Linked DNA regions of Triticum aestivum: region 1 is linked to region 2. A link is a contact called in public Hi-C data. All regions are on one chromosome and are shown on one strand. Each heading gives the region's core, a stretch centred on a gene start, on an enhancer-like site or on the middle of the called end of the contact. The rest is flanking DNA. Distances are from core to core; before and after follow the strand shown. Region 1 holds the start of LOC123188184 (phenylalanine ammonia-lyase-like). Region 2 holds the start of LOC123188182 (pentatricopeptide repeat-containing protein At5g66520).

Region 1 (4,078 bases), core at 457-2,956, 370 kb before region 2:
GGACATGAGCTTCAGAATGTCGATGGCCTCGGCAGTCTTACGAGCTGAGATTAATCCGAGGGAGTTCACGTCTTGATTGTGCTGCTCTGCACTTTGGACATGGTTGGTCACAGGGTTGCCCAAGAATTGGAGCTCCGAGCAGTATGATGCCATTGCGATCTCGGCACCCTTGAAGCCATAGTCAAGACTTGGGTTGCGGCCACCAGAGAGGTTGGAGGGCAAGCCATTGTTGTAGAAGTCGTTTACTAGCTCCGAGAACTGGGCAAACATGAGCTTGCCAATCGCAGCAATGGCAAGCCTCGTGTTGTCCATGGACACACCAATGGGCGTGCCCTGGAAGTTTCCACCGTGGATTGCCTTTCCACGAGATACGTCAATGAGTGGGTTGTCATTGACAGAGTTGATCTCGCGCTCGATTGACTTCGTCGCTGCACGGATGACCTCAATTTGTGGCCCAAGCCATTGTGGCGATGTGCGGAGAGCATATCTGTCTTGCTTTGGCTTCATCAATGGGTCGAGCTCACCAAGCTTCTTCGCGAGCATCATGTATGAGCTGCCCTCCAGGATGTGCTCCATGATGGCCGCGGCCTCGATCTGTCCAGGATGGTGCTTCAACTTGTGTGTCAGGTGGTCAGTGTACTCTGGCTTGCCGTTCATCACTTCGCAGAACACCGCCGACAAAACTTCGGCAAGCACACCAAGAACATTCGCTTCAAAGAGAACTATGGACGCGAGCCCGGAGCCCACCGCCGTGCCATTAACCATAGCAAGGCCTTCCTTGGGTTGCAGCTCAAAGAAGCCGTGCTGGATGCCCGCAATCTTAAATGCCTCGGCGGCATTAACCTTGGTGCCATCAGGAGCCACGGCCACGGCATTCGGGCGGCCGGTGACAAGTCCCGCGATGTAGGAGAGCGGGACGAGATCGCCGGAAGCGGTGATGGTGCCCCGGAGCGGCAGGCACGGTGTCACGTTTGCATTGAGCAGCGTGGCGATGGTCTCGAGGATCTCGAAGCGGATGCCGGAGTAGCCTTGGAGCAGTGTGTTGACGCGGACAAGCATCGCCGCGCGCGTGGTGGCCGCGGGCAGCACGTGGCCGTCGCTGCCGGTGCCGAACGCACCGGCGTTAAGGAACCGGATGAGCTCCCTCTGCAGAGCGCCGCCCTCCTTGGTCCTCCGATGGGAGGTGGCGCCGAAGCCGGTGGTGACGCCGTAGCTGTCGGTGCCGTTGGCCATGCTGGTCATGACCCAGTCGCTGCTCTCCTTGACGCGGCCGCGGGCGGACTCGTCGAGCTCCACCCTGGCCCCGTCGGCGGCGGCCACCGCCGCGACCTGGGCGATGGTCAAGCTTGCGCCCTCCATAACCACCACCGGCCTGCGGTACTCCTCCACCATCCGCTTCACGGCGTCCAGATGGCTCCCCGACAGCGCCTCCGCGGCTTTCCCCCAGTTGAGAGGGTCAGCACTCCGCGGCTCGGCCACGCACAAACCGTGGTTGCCGTTGGCCGCCATTGGTTTGATCAACAATGGATCTTGAAGTCTCGATGGAGCAGATTTGTGGGAGAAAAGAGCTCGAGTAGAGATTAGAGGCTGGTTATCTTTACCGAAACAGCTGGATTTTCTATGTGGCGATTCTTTGGAGCGGCCGTGAGAGAGAGGAGCTGGATGGAGTAGGGGAGGTCGGGGATGCTCTTCTTGGATGGAAACGGAGGAGAGGGAAGGGATTAAATAGGTAGAGCAACCAGGGTGGGTGGGGAACTGGGGATTGGTGTGGACTGTGGCCGGGATGGTAGTGTTGACCGCTGGACTTGGCCGCGGGTGAGCACGAAGGTGGGGTTGGTGGCCTCGTGCGCGTGGACCAGGAAGAAGACGAAGAAAGGCAGCTGCTGCGACAATGGGATAAAGGAGAACGCACGAGTCGACGCCATTTTCCAGTTGCTAGTTAACCATTAGGCGGCCCTGTTTTGTCTTTTTTTTTCAGTTTTTTTTTTGAATTGTTTGGATTGCTTACCACATGTTTCATGTGGTCTTTTTTTCAGTTATTGGATGTGTCCAAGTCCAATTCTTGTATGATTAGGTGAGAGTGAGACTGTTTCTTTACAAATGCATGTACGTACGCTAGTGTAGCGGAGGTCTGACTTATGCGTGCCACCATTGCTTCGGCGTTCAAAATTAAGCGTCGTGTATGCGTATGTACAGTACTATGTTTGTGGGTTGCGCTATTAGAAGTACTTTGTCTGGGTGGCTAGGCTACACATGATCGCTATGAACCTTACTAGTAATCGTGTACATGTAATACACTTATGTTGGAAACGATATTCAGTTTCGAAAAAATATATTAGACAATATTAATTTCATTGCACACCAATATTAGGAAAGACATTGATTGCACAATGATATTAGGTAGAGTAGAATGTAATTATCACATTATATTACTCCAGTATAAAACATATTAATTGCATTGCACGTTAATATTAGGAAATACATTGATTGCATGTGGATAGTATTAAGTAGTAGGATATAATTATGTGGTTAGCACTAAAGTTGATATTAGGTATGATATTACACACTAAACATATTTAGCACTAAACATCAGAGCAACATAGACAATTGGATATATGTGTTTGAACGGGTGAGATTTGTCGGATCTCCGCAACTCGCTCTTTTTAGGGTCAGTTCTTTTGGGGATGGCTGTGGAATAACGGTTTCATTTTTTGAACCCGAAACCGTAGAACAATAGTTCTATGGTATATTCTTGAATAAAATTATAAAGTTATGAACAAATATACATGCACAAATTATTCTACAGCTATCCACTCCAGCTTTCTCTAACATGAGAAATATAAATTAGAAACAAAAGTTAACCAAATCAGTGACCCAATCCACCAACTGAGACAATCTTCATTCTTTGCCTTTGACGTGTGCTTAACCAACACAAGATCTTGTTTGAGTATATGCTACCAAGACAGAGTTCCTGTTAATTCGTCTTTAAAAATGTTTTGATTTCTTTGCATCCAAACAGTCCAACATTCCATGATGATGATATCTAAGGCAATATGGGGAAAGATTGACATAGTAACATCACTTCATCAAAGAATGAGATTCCCCTGTTGTAACATCTCAAATTTTCAATTTGGAATATTATATATTAGATGATCACTGCATGTCATATTTTATTTGCTTTTGGTTTGATCCTAGAAATTCTACGCAACTCAAGGACTCTCGGAGAGAGTTGGGGATTTCGTTATTTTCATATTTGAGTTTTCTCAAATTTTGAAAATACGATCATTTGATTTTAATTATTTTATCTTCAATTATTTCTATTATAAAAATATGAGAGAGGGAATAAAATGACTTTCCCAAAATAAATAAATATTGAGGATTTAATATTAAAATCAAATAAGATTTTATTTTGGAGTTATTGCTATTTTATTTAAATTTAGGAAAAATGCGCGTTTTTCAAAATTGCATTTAGGCCCCAAATAAATGTTCATCTTGTCCGGCTTGATTTTAGAAGTCGGGGAAAATTTATTTTGGGATTTTTGGAGTCACTTTAGTATTTCTTTTATTTGTTTTTCTGCGCGTAATTAAAAAAACGCGAACCGACTTTGGGCCGTGTTCGGCCAGGACTCCGTCCGGCCGGGCCTTTATAAGGCGCCGCCCCGAGCCCGTCAGCCCACCGAGCCGCGCCGCACCTAAACCCTAACCCTAGCCCTCCGTCGCCGCCGCCGCTGCCGACGCCGCCCCGCCGCCCCGGAGCCGTCCCGCCGCCGCCGAGGTTGACCACCGCCGCCGCCGCCGGTTTCCTCGAGAAAACCGCCCGGTTTTCCGTTCGGTTTTTTTATTAGATCTGGTTCGTTTTTTTCGGTTTAGCTTATTTAGCGAGCGTTCGCTCGTTCGTTCGTTTTAACGGACGCATTCACCGTTTAGTTCCAGAAAACGAACGTTCGTTCGTTAATCTGTTCGTCATTTTTCTTTTTCTCGGATTTTCCGCGATTATTTCTGATCGCGATTTCTAATCCGATTTTCGTTCTAGTATAACTTTTCGCTCGTTTATCAGAATCAGGCGATTCAAGCGCCT
Region 2 (3,994 bases), core at 1,402-3,901:
GCGGCTTGAGGTCAGTTAGATCCTCATCAGCAGAGCTCTCATTCTCTCCATTGAACAGCTTGTCAAAGTACTCTTGCGATCTATGTTTGATCTTCTCGTTTTCACCAGAAGCTTATCTGCTCTGTTTTTTATGCATTTGACTTGGTTGACATCCCTCATCTTCCTCTCTTCGATCTTGGCCATCTTATAAATGCCCTTTTCGCTTTACTTCATGTTTAAACGCTGATAGAGGTTCTCATATGTCTGACTCCTTGCTTCACTCACAGCTCGCTTTGCAGTCTTCTTTGTCACATTGTACTTCTCTATGTTGTCTACACTCCTATCCAGATGTAGGCATCTGAAACAATCTTTTTCTCTCCCTGATAGCCTTCTAAGCATCATCGTTCCACCACCAGATATCTTTAGCTTCGCTTCTACTTCACTTGGTCACCCCAAACTCCTCTGAAGCCAGCTTACGAACAACCTTTCTTCTCCTTGATAGCCACCTTACGAGTGCAAGTCACCATCTCCGTCCACATTTTGTTTGCATCACCTTCTTCCTCTCAAGGGCACTCCTAATAGCCCTCTCCTTCAACTCATGAGATGCCTCCCAATAGTTAATATTGAGCAGAGGAAAAATAACTCCAACTAAAACGCAATTTTGTAAATTCATTTTATGCAATAGGAGTTAATATGAGCATTTAAATAATTCCCTAAAACATTATTCCAATGAACTCCAAATGATGCATATATGCGATGTATATGAATGACATGTTAACATTCAAATGAATGGCATGTTAACATCCAAAATTTGAAAATTGGGATGTTACATGTCACCAGCAAGCGTTGGTAATCAGGGGGACTTCTTTTATTAACTGTGCGTAATAAAACATATAGAAAGATATGTAATCAACATCTCAATCAATTAATTGTAGTACATGACACGTACAAACATACATACACATAGACTGATTGACTGCACACACACAGGAAACACAAACACAAAGCCAGAATGCTCCTCTGAAACGTCAGTAAGCTCTGCAGCTGCAACTCCGCGTGCTAGCACTTTTTCTAGATAATTAGGCCTAGCTAGTTGTTGAAAACGGAGGGGTTGGTGGTGGCGCTGCTCACTTGGACCTCCAGCACCTCCAGCTTCCGCTCCAGGCTGTCTAGTTTCTCGTTCAGTGAGGCCAGCTTGCTCTTCGTCGTGGCCTCTGCAAAATGAACGCATCAGATTAGCAAGGTCCTGAATTATCTGCCCGTGCCTTCCTTTTGCTTTTGCGTACTTGTAGTCCACATCCCCAAACTTGAGTGTTTTTTTTTCTGTTTTCTAGGTTTTCCTTTTGTTTATTGGTTTTCGCTCAGAGTCAGGCATTGGGGGTTTCAGCCCAGTTTCCCTTATAAACCGGGTCACTATGTGTTTTCTTTTTCTATATCTTAACGAAATTGGCACACTCCTGCTTTAACCGCCAAAAAACAATGCCGAGGATGAATAAGAAAGCAACAAATAAACAGACACGCATGGTTGTTGATTTGCTATCACAGTTCAAACGTATCCAACCTACTACTAACTCTGTTCTTCCCACAAGTTTGAGAGCCCAATCAACATTCCGGGGCAGTAATAGCATACCACGCAAAACCAGTCACATTCTAGTTACATGATATAACTGTGCAGAACTAGTTGAAATCGGTTTCCCATTACCCACAGCTAAGGGGCGAACTAGTTACACCTCTGTGTTGATGCTGTTCGCTGTTTCCGGCGATGGTTCCATTGTCTATTTTGTGAGGCAAGAGAGTTGCTACTTGGTCAACAGCAAAATCACATAATGCATTTTTTTTCTTGAGACTGGAAGCACAACCGTCCGGCATCTCCCAGGTTTGCTGCAAACACATCCCTAAAAATACATTATCGACGCGTGTGCCAAGAAGAGATAAAGGATGTAGCACATACTACAGCAGAACTTTGTTGATGGCATTCCCTATTTCTAGCAATGGTTCCACTGTAGTATTTTTCTTTTTAGTCAAGAGAATTTCTACATGGTCAGCAGTAAAGTCACAGAAACTAGCATTTCTGGTGATTATTAGTTAGAAGGGGCAAAGCACCGTTGCAGTAACGGGCAATTCAAGGCTGACTGAACCAACCTCATCGGCAACATGCGTGAGGAAGTCGGCTATGGCAAATACGGGCCTGTGCAGTCATGGAGGCGGATGCAGCAGGGCATATCATCCATGAGGAAGATCTTGTCCTGGGCGCGAGCAGGTAGGTAGCAAGATTCTAATTCACCCATGCGTGGAATAAATCACACCTAGAGGCGGGTGGAAGCGGTAGGGGCTAAGATTCGATCCAATCCAATCGAATGAGGCAAGCAAGCGAGCAGACGGGTGGGGGAGGAGGAAGGAGATGCAGGGAGGGAAATGGGGATCTGGGGGGCGCACCGAATCGGAGGAGGAAGTCGAAGAGGCGGCGGACGTTGAGGGAGATGTTGGAGATGAACTCGCGGTTCTCCCAGTCTGCCTGCACCGCGATCCCCACGTTCACCGCGCTCCCCATCCCGCCCCCTTGCCCCGCGCGAGCCATTGCTTCTCCTTCGTCTTCCTCCCGCTCGCAGGACGCTCGGCAATTGGCTCCCCTCCCCACCCACTAATGGAGAAGAAGTCGCTTCTGTCCATGGTTACTTACCTTCCACTCTACGCTTCGGTTGGGCTGGGTCCGTGGGCCGGCCGGCAATCTACTTCCACATCCTCTCCTATAAGGGCCCAGGCCCACGTATCATTCGGTCGCAGCCATGGCGCTGCGGCTGCTGTCCCACCCGTCGCTCACGGCGGCGCAGCTCCGGCAGCTCCACGGCCACCTCCTCACCTCCTCCCTCCTCGGCGACCGCTACCTCCCAAACATCCTCCTCCGCGGCCTCCTCCCGGACGCCCCTCTCCGCGCCCTCGCCCTCTTCCCCCGCCTCCGCCGCATCCTCCCCGCATTCCTCCCCAACAACTACACCTTCTCCTTCCTCCTCACCGCCTCTATCGCCACAGCCATCCCCATTCCCTCGCCGTCGTTCACCTCCTCGGCCCACACGCAGCTCATCTGCGCGTTGCACGCGCTCGCCGTGACGCTCGGCTGGGACGCGCACGCTTACGTCTCCAACGGCTTCATCCACGCCTACGCCTCCCGCGGCTTCCTAGACGCCGCGCGCCGCGTCTTCGACACTGCCGTCCTCGCCCGTACGGACGACGTCTGCTCCTGGACCTCGCTTCTCACGGCCTACGCCAGGGCCGGGCACATGGACGACGCACGCTCCCTGTTCGATGGAATGCCGCACAAGACGCCCATCGCCTGGAGCGCCATGCTCAGCGCCCACGTCGGGGCAGGCGGCTTCGTGGATGCGCTCGAGGTGTTCGACATGATGCTCAGTGCTCGTATCCGGCCCAACAGGGCGGCTATCGTTGGCGCACTGGCTGCATGCGGTGGGCTCGGGGCGCTGGAGCAGGGCCGGTGGGTGCACGCTCTCATCACCGCTACCACCGGTAGGATGGATGCGGGGGTGGCTACTGCGCTGGTGGACATGTATGCTAAGTGCGGGAACCTAGACTCGGCAAGGCAGGTGTTCGCAGCCATGCCGGAGCCCGAGCGCGACGTGTTTGCTTACACGGCCATGATCTCGGGGCTCTCGGACCACGGTCACTGCCAGGAGGCCGTTGAGCTGTTCGGCCAGATGCAGGACCAGGGGGTGCGCCCCAACGAGGTCACCTTCATCTGCGTCCTCTGCACTTGTGCCCGTGCCGGCGGCGGGCTTGTCAGCGTCGCTAGGGAGATCTTCCAGAGCATGTCTGCCGTCCACGGCATCGAGCCCGGCGTGGAGCACTATGGGAGCCTGGTCGACGTGCTCGGCCGTGCCGGGATGCTTGCGGAGGCCGCGGCTGTGGTGCGGGCAATGCCGATGCGGCCCGACTCATACGTGCTAGGTGCGCTGCTCAATGCATGCCGGGTGCACGGTGGTGACGGCGTGAAGCTCGGAAA

The links. Hi-C and Micro-C count contacts between places; a contact is called where the count stands out from the background.
Region 1: a contact with region 2 is called in a Hi-C map of leaf, with 2.6 times the contacts expected there. The contact joins the promoter of LOC123188184 here to the promoter of LOC123188182 in region 2. A contact is called at or near these places in 2 of 5 Hi-C or Micro-C datasets (both in leaf).

What each region holds. Positions count from the first base shown.
Region 1 is chr2A:171,163,034-171,167,111 of IWGSC CS RefSeq v2.1, reverse strand. It overlaps LOC123188184 (phenylalanine ammonia-lyase-like), which reads right to left and starts at 1,706. Exons shown (of 1, transcript XM_044600222.1): 1 at 1-1,706. The coding sequence starts at 1,509.
Region 2 is chr2A:170,796,101-170,800,094 of IWGSC CS RefSeq v2.1, reverse strand. LOC123188182 (pentatricopeptide repeat-containing protein At5g66520) reads left to right here and starts at 2,651. Exons shown (of 2, transcript XM_044600220.1): 1 at 2,651-3,994. The coding sequence starts at 2,766. It overlaps LOC123188183 (protein BRICK1), which reads right to left and starts at 2,630. Exons shown (of 2, transcript XM_044600221.1): 1 at 2,416-2,630; 2 at 830-1,193. The coding sequence starts at 2,557. The coding sequence ends at 1,069.